Linked DNA regions of Drosophila melanogaster: all the other regions are linked to region 1. Evidence: chromatin contacts called from public Hi-C and HiChIP or PLAC-seq data. All regions are on one chromosome and are shown on one strand. The core of a region is the stretch at or near the end of the contact, and the rest is flanking DNA. Distances in the headings are between cores, read along the strand shown.

Evidence for each region. A called contact is a pair of places that touch in the nucleus more often than the background predicts. HiChIP or PLAC-seq counts read pairs in DNA pulled down with a chosen protein or histone mark.
Region 2: an H3K27ac HiChIP or PLAC-seq map of the Kc167 cell line shows a contact between it and region 1, with 7 times the contacts expected there. The contact joins the promoter of cmet here to the promoter of esc in region 1. A contact is called at or near these places in 8 of 107 Hi-C or Micro-C datasets (the Kc167 cell line, cellular blastoderm embryo, embryo and 3 more) and 1 of 6 datasets of contacts at active chromatin or transcription factors (the Kc167 cell line).
Region 3: a Hi-C map of the Kc167 cell line shows a contact between it and region 1, with 1.6 times the contacts expected there. The contact joins the promoter of Boh2 here to the promoter of esc in region 1. A contact is called at or near these places in 3 of 107 Hi-C or Micro-C datasets (the Kc167 cell line and brain).

Annotation. Positions count from the first base shown.
Region 1 is chr2L:11,827,589-11,831,324 of dm6, reverse strand. It overlaps esc (extra sexcombs), which reads left to right and starts at 1,920. Exons shown (of 4, transcript NM_058083.4): 1 at 1,920-2,149; 2 at 2,222-2,355; 3 at 2,418-2,589; 4 at 2,954-3,736. The coding sequence starts at 2,090. Pde1c (Phosphodiesterase 1c) reads left to right here. Exons shown (of 10, transcript NM_001144348.4): 7 at 494-1,048.
Region 2 is chr2L:11,267,100-11,270,898 of dm6, reverse strand. cmet (CENP-meta) reads left to right here and starts at 1,897. Exons shown (of 12, transcript NM_080254.3): 1 at 1,897-2,191; 2 at 2,267-2,389; 3 at 2,447-2,793; 4 at 2,847-3,748. The coding sequence starts at 2,053. It overlaps cana (CENP-ana), which reads right to left and starts at 1,119. Exons shown (of 11, transcript NM_001032076.2): 1 at 857-1,119; 2 at 659-781; 3 at 255-601; 4 at 1-201. The coding sequence starts at 995.
Region 3 is chr2L:11,177,770-11,181,430 of dm6, reverse strand. It overlaps Boh2 (Buddy of Hmr 2), which reads right to left and starts at 2,399. Exons shown (of 1, transcript NM_135655.4): 1 at 1,001-2,399. The coding sequence starts at 2,199. The coding sequence ends at 1,441. All of the region lies in intron 2 of Ca-beta (Ca2+-channel-protein-beta-subunit), which reads left to right.

The DNA of each region.
Region 1 (3,736 bases), core at 671-3,170:
CCTACCAGAAGGAAACGAATTGTTGAACTGTATTGTCTATTTTAACAAAATATTTGTTTTTTTTTTTTGTATATAAATGTGAACAGTGAAATTCTTGAAGGTTCAACTTTAGAACATGATTGACAGATATTTTATTTAGAGTAAGGCAATCTTCGTGGGAAAAGTCCAATCCACTGCCCCTACTAAACCCAAAAGCTTTATCACAATCTCTCAACTGATGTTCTATTTATATATTCTTTCTTTCTATTGCCAAAACTATTTACCTAAAACCAAAAAAAAAAAAAAACATGAAAACTAAATGAAAACTTTTGCACAAAACACACAAACAATCCGAATGCTATGCAACGTCAAATCAACGTGGTGTCTCGTTGCCCAAAAATTGCCCATTTGCATTTTCGCTGTTACTCACTGCCAACTGCTGGGCGCCGAAAAACTTGACCGCCTTGGCACTCGAAACTGGCGCCCAACGTATGCCGGCCATTTACTTCTGCAGGGAGGGCTGCAATGGGAATTGCAAGAACCTGAACTGCAGTCGCCATAGCCACGGACGCGATGACCAGCAGCAGGACAACAACAACTCCAATAGGAGTTGCAGCCTGCAGGAGGCGTCGCCTGGGGGAGCAGGTGCAGGTGTCACACCAGGCGCTGACAACCAGGACAGCATAGAGAGTCGCACCAAGGGCGTTTCCCAGGCGCCGCAGACCCACAGTGGCCCAACGGGTCCACCATCCAACACCTCGAGCGAAACTATCGCACAACCTGCCCCTAAGCTTCAACCCGCCCTGGAAACCGTAAGGGAATCGGTGATGGAAGAAAGTCCTTCGAAGGATCCCGGCGACAAGGGACCACCGCCGCCCGCCAGCACATCCACATTGACATCCCAAACCACCACCTCCTCCAGCGCAACCGCGGAGCCAAGTGCCAAGGCGGCCGAGAGTCAAGCGGGAAGTGCCGGCAGCAGTGGCAGTTGCAGTAACCCAGCGGCGGTGCATCGGCAACGCCGCCTAAGGACACCCACCTGGGCCAGGTCCATGTCGACGAACAAAACGTACTTGAAATTTGATTTCTATGCTAGACTAACGTTTATCCGTTACGCCTCTTCAGTTCGTTCGATTTGCCTTTATCGTTTCACGTTTGCGTTAACCAACCAACAACCACACAGCTCCAGAATGAACTACTTTCTATATATACACACATAACTCTATGAACTCTGTCTCTCTATCTCTCCTTTATCCAATCTATCCATCTGTCTGCTGACCTCTGTCTGCGATTTCCACTGCTGTAATCTTCTGTCTAGCCTCTGTCCCCTACCCCAAATCTTTTGCTCGCTTCTGTTGTAAATAACTATTTTATCCTAGACTAATCAAAAAAAAAAAAAGAAAAAAGGACACTTGTTTCGTTCCCCAGCCGCGCTCAGCGGGATTGTAAATGTTTCGTTGCCGCGTTTGGACAAAAAATTGCTTACTACGTTTAAATACTCCGTGCAACTATTAAATCAAACTTACATTCATACGTAGTAAGCACTTGAAGGAGTGAGAACTGGAAGATATACTTTAAATGTATTCAAAACTGCTTAAAGTATTTGTATGATACATTTGCATTTCTGAGAAACTATATCTTCCACTTTTGACGCCACTCGCAAGCAGCAACTCTCCTAGTCTTGTCGACCAGTGTAATTTTGTGAATACATGTACAAAGTTTGAATACCGCACATGAATCCATGGCATGTTGATTGTCCTACATTTGTTTGTTTTCTATATTAAAAAACTAGCTTGCGCATGTGTTTTGTCGTTTTTGAACTTTTTTTAACTTTCCCGCCTAAGTGTGTTAAATACCGTTTAATGTTTACCAACACTGGCCAGCCGATCGTGACCAGGTGGCCACGCTGCGCAATGGTAAGACCGTACTGCCTGCAATGCCTGGGTATTTTACGCGATCCGTGACTGGGGTCACACCATTGCCGCCAAAAAAAAACATTTTCATTCGCCTCGTTATTTAAACATTTAAAAAAAGCATTATCGAATAGTTCATTGAAGTCGCGGCCTAATTTGGGTTTCATTTAACCGTACAAACGTGCCGCGCGTTCGAAATGAGCAGTGATAAAGTGAAAAACGGCAACGAGCCCGAGGAGTCGGAGGAATCATGCGGCGTGAGTAGCGAATGACAAATGGCTGTGCGAACCGAGAATTAATGGATCTTTTGGGCCATGTGCCGGCTGCAGGATGAGTCGGCCAGCTATACCACCAACAGCACCACCTCGCGCAGCAAGTCCCCGTCATCCAGCACGCGCAGCAAGCGCCGCGGTCGCCGGAGCACCAAATCGAAGCCAAAAAGTCGCGCCGCCTACAAATACGAGTAAGAATATGCACTTTCTCAGCTGGCCACTGATACTGAACCTACAAATGATTACCATGAAGCACCCACGTGAAGGAGAACCACGGAGCCAACATCTTCGGCGTAGCCTTCAACACGCTGCTGGGCAAGGATGAGCCACAGGTCTTCGCTACGGCGGGCAGCAACCGGGTGACCGTCTACGAGTGCCCTCGACAGGGCGGGATGCAGCTGCTCCACTGCTATGCAGATCCGGATGTGAGTCGCCAGGATACAGAATACACTTTCAAGACCCTATTGATCAGTTGGCTAAAGTTAGGGGCTTCATACATTAGACATCGCATTCAAAGCTGTAGAAAAAGTGGGATCCAGTCAAAGTTTCTATTAAATCATTGCTTTTGTTAATTGTTTTAAAGTAAGAACAATCGTTACAGGCTTTCAGCATGGTTTCACAATATCCAAACATTTATCATTTCTTGTATTAAGTTTGGTTTTTCATAACAGTCAAGTTTTCAAATTAAAGCTTATATTGTTAATTTAGCCGAGAGTAACTGAGAATATGGTCGCAAATGTAATTGTACAAACTCGAAATACATCAACAAATCTTGAATTCCCTTCCCAGCCCGATGAAGTATTTTACACCTGCGCCTGGTCGTACGACCTTAAGACCTCTTCACCTCTCCTGGCCGCTGCTGGATACCGCGGAGTCATCCGGGTTATTGATGTCGAGCAGAATGAGGCGGTGGGCAACTACATTGGCCATGGACAGGCCATTAACGAGCTGAAGTTCCATCCGCACAAGCTACAGCTTTTGCTTTCGGGCAGCAAGGATCACGCGATAAGATTGTGGAACATCCAGAGCCATGTGTGCATTGCCATCCTGGGCGGAGTGGAGGGACATCGCGATGAGGTGCTGTCCATCGACTTTAATATGCGTGGAGATCGCATTGTGTCGAGCGGCATGGATCACTCGCTGAAGCTGTGGTGTCTGAATACGCCCGAGTTCCATCACAAGATCGAACTGTCGAACACTTTCAGCCAGGAGAAGTCAACGCTGCCTTTCCCCACGGTGACCAAGCACTTCCCCGATTTTTCAACGCGGGATATACACAGGAACTATGTGGACTGTGTGCAGTGGTTCGGCAACTTTGTGCTCTCCAAGTCCTGCGAAAATGCCATTGTCTGCTGGAAACCGGGACAACTACATCAGAGCTTCGAGCAGGTGAAGCCGAGCGACTCCTCCTGCACGATAATTGCGGAATTCGAGTACGACGAGTGCGAGATCTGGTTCGTGAGATTCGGCTTCAATCCGTGGCAGAAGGTGATTGCCCTGGGCAATCAGCAGGGCAAGGTGTATGTGTGGGAGCTGGATCCCAGCGATCCCGAGGGCGCACACATGACCACC
Region 2 (3,799 bases), core at 648-3,147, 560 kb after region 1:
CGGAAGTTTCGAATCGCGAAAGCTATTCGGCTTGCTATCTACACTCTCGGAGAGGCTCTTAACCAAGTTGCGAAAAATCATAAGGCTGGATGCGTGGTCCGCGGGGTCCACCTGTTCGGATCCAGCCAGATCCACCAGGCTCAGTACGCTCTGCTTTACGGTGTCGTTATCACTGTGGTCCGACTTTCGGGACTCAATGATCTGTAGAAATAATCTTGCATATTATATGATTAATACAAGAATCTAGCACTCACTATCCTGAAGATGGCGTGCGAACGACTGGACCGCTCGTTCATGTTGGTCTCGCCCACGACGCGCTCCTTGTTGCCCATGTAGAGCTGGCGCAGGAGGTCGTCCTCGCTGGTTACGATGGACTCCTTGCAGTTCACATTCACAATCCCATTGCCGGACTCATGGATCTTGAGGTCCTGATTCTTCTTGTTCAGCAGATCGTAGATCTTCTCGTTGTAGATCTCGATGTAGCCCACGCGCAGCAGAAAGTCCCGCTCCGTCTCACTGGAGATCTGTTGAAAGATCTCCTTGGCGGCTAGCACCATGACGCCCGGATTCTGTTCGTCGCCCATCATGGTGTACGTCTTGCCTGAAATGCATGCCCGGTTTTAGGTATACCGCCGCGTATATATAGCACAGTACCCACCCGACGACGTCTGGCCGTAGGCAAAAATAGTTCCGTTGGAGCCCTGCATGCAGGCGTGCACTATGTGCTTGGCCATCCGGTCGAACACCTCCTGGTTGCTGGCGCCCTCGTCGAACACATAGTCTGCCAAACGGAATGGAATGTAAATGAGATAAAGGTCTTGTAGATCAGGATACGCTCAACGCTCTAACCACTCACCGAAGACATAGGGCTCCGCATGGCTGTCCGCCAACTGGATGGAGCGGCCCTCCTTCACCTGCCAGAGTGAAGTGAGCCCGGGCTCGCAGGGACGCACCTTGATGCAGACCTGGATGGAGCTGGCGTTCTTCGTAGACATCTTTGCGACTTGTGGGAAACGTGTTTGACATGCACAATGAACAGACACAAACAGATTTTAACGTTTTATAAAAGCTAGTTTGATCGACATGTTAGTTTCTCTTTGTAAATTCGAACAAATACCGCTTCGGAAGCGAACCAGATCGAAATACGGAACCAGTAAATAGGCGCGAGCCAGTTCAATTTAAAAGTTTGAGGAGCTTTCGGCGAATATGAAAATATAATCCAATAGGCTTCGAACATAAAACTTTTTCCGAGCTTTTTCGTGATATATAATATAGATTATTATTATCTATATTTCCAAAATAGTAAAGACCGCTAAATTAAATGCTTACTTACAGACAGACAAAAGCTGAGGGGATTGTTTAATGCATACAGAAGAATACTGTCTGATATAAACATGAGATTTCATTGGAATAATAATCCCAGTTGTTCACTATTAAAAAAAATAGGAAAATTGAAAATTTGGAAAATATTATAGTGGTTATATTAGGGAGCTTAGTTATAATTTATTTCAAATATTTGTTTTGGAATCAAATACTTTCCACATTATATGTGTGCTATGAATAGAAGTTATGAATTAGTAGAAAAAATACGAACTTATATGAAATTTAAACCGTAGTTTTCGCATGTATTTAAGAGCTTGTTCTATTTTCTGTTTGACCTTAAAGTATTGAGTCATAGAACTTTGTTAGTTAGCATGCCCTACCAATAAGAACACAACGTCTTAGAATATATATATGCCGTAGCGACCCTTGATCAGGAATGTTAATGCAGCCCTGTGGGATAAGAACATAATGTGTTTCTGTTTTTATTTTTGCAGCCCTATTTGGAACTATGATAACAATCGATGAACCGATTTATCTATCGAGTCGTTAGCGCCACTCGAAGATATCGAAGCATATACATCCCTGATTTTGCAAAGCGGCATTTGTTCGAATTTAACGAGCAACAAAGATGTCGATCAATGTTTGTTTACTGTAAAACATTGAATTTTATGTTTGTTTATGAACTGCGTTCTGTTTATCATAAAGCATTGAGACCAAGAAGGCGCCAAGATGTCTGCGAAGAACGCCAGCTCCATCCAGGTCTGCATCAAGGTGCGTCCCTGCGAGCCCGGGCTCACTTCACTCTGGCAGGTGAAGGAGCGCCGCTCCATCCACTTGGCGGACAGCCATGCGGAGCCCTATGTCTTCGGTGAGTGGTTAGAGCGTTGAGCGTATCCTGATCCACAAGACCTTTATCTCATTTACATTCCATTCCGTTTGGCAGACTATGTGTTCGACGAGGGCGCCAGCAACCAGGAGGTGTTCGACCGGATGGCCAAGCACATAGTGCACGCCTGCATGCAGGGCTTCAACGGAACTATTTTTGCCTACGGCCAGACGTCGTCGGGTGGGTACTGTGCTATATATACGCGGCGGTATACCTAAAACCGGGCATGCATTTCAGGCAAGACGTACACCATGATGGGCGACGAACAGAATCCGGGCGTCATGGTGCTAGCCGCCAAGGAGATCTTTCAACAGATCTCCAGTGAGACGGAGCGGGACTTTCTGCTGCGCGTGGGCTACATCGAGATCTACAACGAGAAGATCTACGATCTGCTGAACAAGAAGAATCAGGACCTCAAGATCCATGAGTCCGGAAATGGGATTGTGAATGTGAACTGCGAGGAGTGCATCATAACCAGCGAGGTTGACCTCCTGCGCCTGCTATGCTTGGGCAATAAGGAGCGCACCGTGGGCGAGACGAACATGAACGAGCGGTCCAGCCGTTCGCATGCCATATTTAAGATAGTAAGTGCAGCCTGCTATTTTCTTTCCGATAATCTGCAACATGTATCCCACAGATCATCGAGTCCCGAAAGTCGGACCACAGCGATGACGACGCAGTGATTCAAAGCGTGTTGAACCTGGTGGATCTGGCTGGGTCAGAGCGGGCGGACCAAACGGGTGCTCGAGGAGCGCGCCTCAAAGAGGGCGGTCATATAAACAAGAGCTTACTTTTTCTCAGTAACGTTATCAAAAGTCTGTCGGAAAACGCGGACAATAGATTTACCAACTACCGCGATTCCAAGCTGACGCGCATTCTGCAGGCTTCTTTGGGCGGCAATGCATTCACATCCATCATTTGCACAATCAAACCATCGATCATGGAAGAGTCGCAGTCTACCCTTAGTTTCGCCACGCGAGCCAAGAAAATTCGCATTAAGCCCCAAGTCAACGAGATGGTATCTGACGCCACAATGATGAAGCGGCTGGAGCGAGAAATAAAGGTGCTTAAGGATAAGCTGGCCGAAGAAGAGCGCAAAAACGAGAACCAGCAAAAGGTAGAGCATCTGGAGAGACAAATAAAACACGACATGCACAAGATAATCTGTGGTCACTCCCTGAGCGACAAGGGTCAGCAGAAGCGTCGCCGTACTTGGTGTCCCACTGCATCGGGATCGCATTTGGAGCTAGCAGAGACCGGCACAACTGAAGATCGAATTGACCAATTTCCAAAGGTCTCACACCTTCCAAAACCAGTGTTTTTTCACACTTCAAATGCAGGCAAACGATGGGACAACATTCCAAAGACCATAAACATTTTGGGTTCCCTGGATATCGGTACCGAGAGCAACTCCATTAGTGAGGAATTTCTCCCGGCAGAATGCATTGATTTTGGCTCCCCTCGCCCAGATGTCCTCAAACCCATGTTGACCATCAGGCAACTGCCAGACCTGCCCCTCACTCCCAAGGGTCCCTTAACGTAAGTACTTCTGCAAGCTTTTTGATCATCCTCCATAACATTCATCACATA
Region 3 (3,661 bases), core at 1,150-3,649, 650 kb after region 1:
CAAACACGCATAAATTTATATGTTTACTTATGCCTGGAAACCAAACGCACCTCTGACAATTCAGTTGGAAGTCAGTTTTTCAAGGATTTAGTTAGCTTAAAAACAATCACGAACTCATAATTTTCCTTGAATATACAGAAAATAAATGTCTTCTTATTTCTCAAACTAAGAGAAAAATAAGTAATCAGTTAATAATAATTTTTTCTTTATTTCATATAGTGAATATTTGGATGAATGAATATTTAAAATTTAACAAATTTTATTTTGAACAAATAATTCCTTTAATTAACTTGATTTAAAGATCTCCTTCGCTGGAGTAATTTCGTCTGTTTATGCTACATACCCCGTCCATTCACGGACATCCATGGGGACACCTTTCATGTGGCAGCAGGGATCGGGTTTGGGATAATTTGATGGCCGACTCCGGACAGTCCCTGCATTTGCAAGCAATAAAAATTAATTTACGTTCGATTGCAAGGTTTTCGCGCTCGAAACGAGAGTGAACCCGCCGCCGCCGCCGCCTCCGTTGATGACACATAAAATGCCACGTTTACGGCTCCTTAAGACGCGACTCGGTCTCTTCACTTTCTGCCAACATAAAAAATGTTAAGTTCGAAAAATGGCGATTTTTTTTTTAAGGAGAGCAGGAGGCATGTGGCACGCCATCGCAACGTTTCAAAGTGGCGCACTACTTGCCTAAAACAGAGAGTAAATCGGCGCAGTTGGCCATTTGGATTTGATGCCCCTTCACCTTGCCAGTCCCCCGTCTCGTGGGCTTGGCGATCAGAGTACCTTTCCAGGAATCGGAAACTGGGCTCGTCCGCACTCCGCCTGTTCCTCTGGACAGGTCTGCGCTGCGGCACTTCCAGCTTGAACCTGAGTGCTTTGATGTTTGGCCCGTTTGGCTGCCAGAAACTAATATCCTTTGCGAAACTGATATGATTTCGGCATGGAACGGGTTTTAGGATCATTCGTACTTATATAATGACAAAAGCTTATTGGGTTCATTAGATTTATTTATTCAATTTTTTATCTTATTTTTCCGATAGATTTTTATTAAACATATTTCAATTCAACTTTGGTAATGATTATCATTGCTAAACAGAACTGCATTGGTGATGATGAAGTATTCTTCCTTTAAACATTAACCAATTTTGTATTTTTCCAGTCTTAATTGTTTGAAAACATCTATGTAATTTATATAGCAGATCATAAGTTGATAACGATCTAAAATGATTATGAGCTAAGCAATCCCACTTCTCATAAGTTTTTTATTGAATAACTTTAGATTTATGTGGATATACATTTAGGAAACACACAATATTGTTATACTAAATTTATTGGCCTAGATTAACTATATTTAGGGTAGGTCGCTGTAGTAGTTGACCCAAGCGTTTTTGGCTTAACTAAAGTATTCCTCCGCAAAGGGAAGTCGGTCATCTAGCGGCGACTATTCTCCTCCAAGCGCGCCACCGTACGTCGCAACTCGACAAGCTCCGCCTGAAGGCGATCCACGGAGTCAGCTTGAACTGCACTGACAGCTGGGAGAGGGCCTGAAGGAACTGGAGCTGGAGCTGAAGGATTCACCGCCAAGGGTGGAACGGCGCGTCTAAATGGTACTGCACCCTCTACGCTGGCGATGGAGAAGTTCGGATGGATTTGAGGAGTAGTCACATGGCCAGTGGCCGCTGGAGTGCCCGCAGACGTTGAGACGCTGGCCACTGGCCGTGATAGTATTAGCGATGAAATATAGCCCGATGGCGGAGTTCCCTTATGGTTGGTTAAAAACTTTTGTAGCTTGGACGCAGCACTGTCACGTTGCGATTCCAGCAGCAGACGCATGGCCTCCTGGTCGCCGGATCTGGCCTTCTCCAGCGAGTCGGAGCCCTCGTCGATGATCACATAGTTGATGACATGGGCATGGGTGCCCGGCTTTATTCGGTATACTAGCTGTCCACCATCACTAATTTTCGAGAGCGCCGGAATGTCGCCCATATGGGCCATTTCGCCGCCCACTTGAAAGATCGATGTGTGCCCATTGACTACCAGTGGCTTGGGCATTATGTACGGCGCGGACACGAACTGGGAGCACTTCCTCTTCGTCTTCTCCACCACAGTGGCCACTTTGCATCCGGTGGTGTTGCAGGTGCGCAATGGAAGCAGCGCATCCCCGCCAGAAGCCGGATTTGTTTGCTGCATTGTCTTGGCTATACGACAGTTCTCACGGCAGCTGATTGTGAATTGCCTGCTCCTCTGCAAATCGGCCAACGCTTTTCGATCACGCACAAACTTATTTTTTATTTATTTTTCTCGTTTTAGTGGTTTAAAAAACGTTTTTAATGTTAAAAACTCAGCGTTGTCTTTTTTTTTTGTAGTGTGAACCACGCGTTAGGGAATCACAGGTTTCCCGAAGATACCACGAAAAATACCATAAAATACCAGAGTGCCGTTGCGCATGTTGATAGACCGATAAGCGTAAAGCGGGAAATTCGAAAATTCTTTGGCGATTGCAAGAAAGCAAAAAATGCTTTTAGATATTTCTGGCTATTACTTATTAAATATTAGTTGTTAGAACATAAATGCTAGTATAGCTTAGCTTGTAAAAGTAATTAAGATTTAAGTTGAACATATACAACGCATTTCTATTTTTGCCTTGCAATCTAAAAAATCGCTCAATTACTAACTTATTATTTGTATATGTTTTATGTCTATAGTTGTCTGAACAAACATTAATTAAAACTATATTTGAAGCTTGCGACCATAATAGCTAATGAAGACAATTAAGAATGGGGCCCTTCTTAACACATTAAGTTCTCGCAGAGTGAGATAATAAATAATTTGCATACATAATCGAGGTGAGAGCATTCAGGTGTCTGGGAAATGGCGCGTGGGTGCAACGACCACCGCGCTGACCTCGAAACGGGGCAAATGGAGCTGGACGACGGATCGGATGATGGGTGGAGTAGAATGGAGTTGCACCCGCTTCATTTACATTCCAAGTACTTTAAGAGCGAACGCTGGTCGTTAAAAGATGCTGCTCGGATCGGACATTGAGCAGCGGGTTTTAGTACTGAAACAGCGAACGGACCGGACTGGACTGGACTGGACCGGGCTGGACAGTTCCAGCCGCCAGCTTCTTTAATTTCCACTCGTCAATCATCCATCTCGGCGAACTCAGAGTTGCAGCCTCATTGTTGGCTCAAATGAAATAATTACTTTAGCACACAGCGACTGACTGACTCCGTCTGGAAATGGATTGGAATGGGCCAACTCGGACCACGCCAGGCCAGGCCAGGCCCTTCGTGCATCTGCATCCTTAGTCATGGCCAATATATCGACTCGCATTAACCACGACAACAACTGCAGTCGGCAGAAAGGCAGTGCAATAAAATCCTCCAACACGTTTCGTCCCGAGTCCGGGAATAATAAGAAATGAAATGCCATTTATTAAGCATTAATAAGTGCAGGCGTCCACGTCCATCCGCCATCCTCGATCTCCATCTCCATCGCGCCCAAATGCGCAAGATGCACTCCCATCTGACTCAGCATGCGATGCCTGTGGGCATCCCATCAGCTCTCCTGCCCCTCATCCATCCAATGGTCACATGGTTGGTCCTATGCTCACATGCAGACTCCATTTTGGCCATAAAGTTTAACTCAG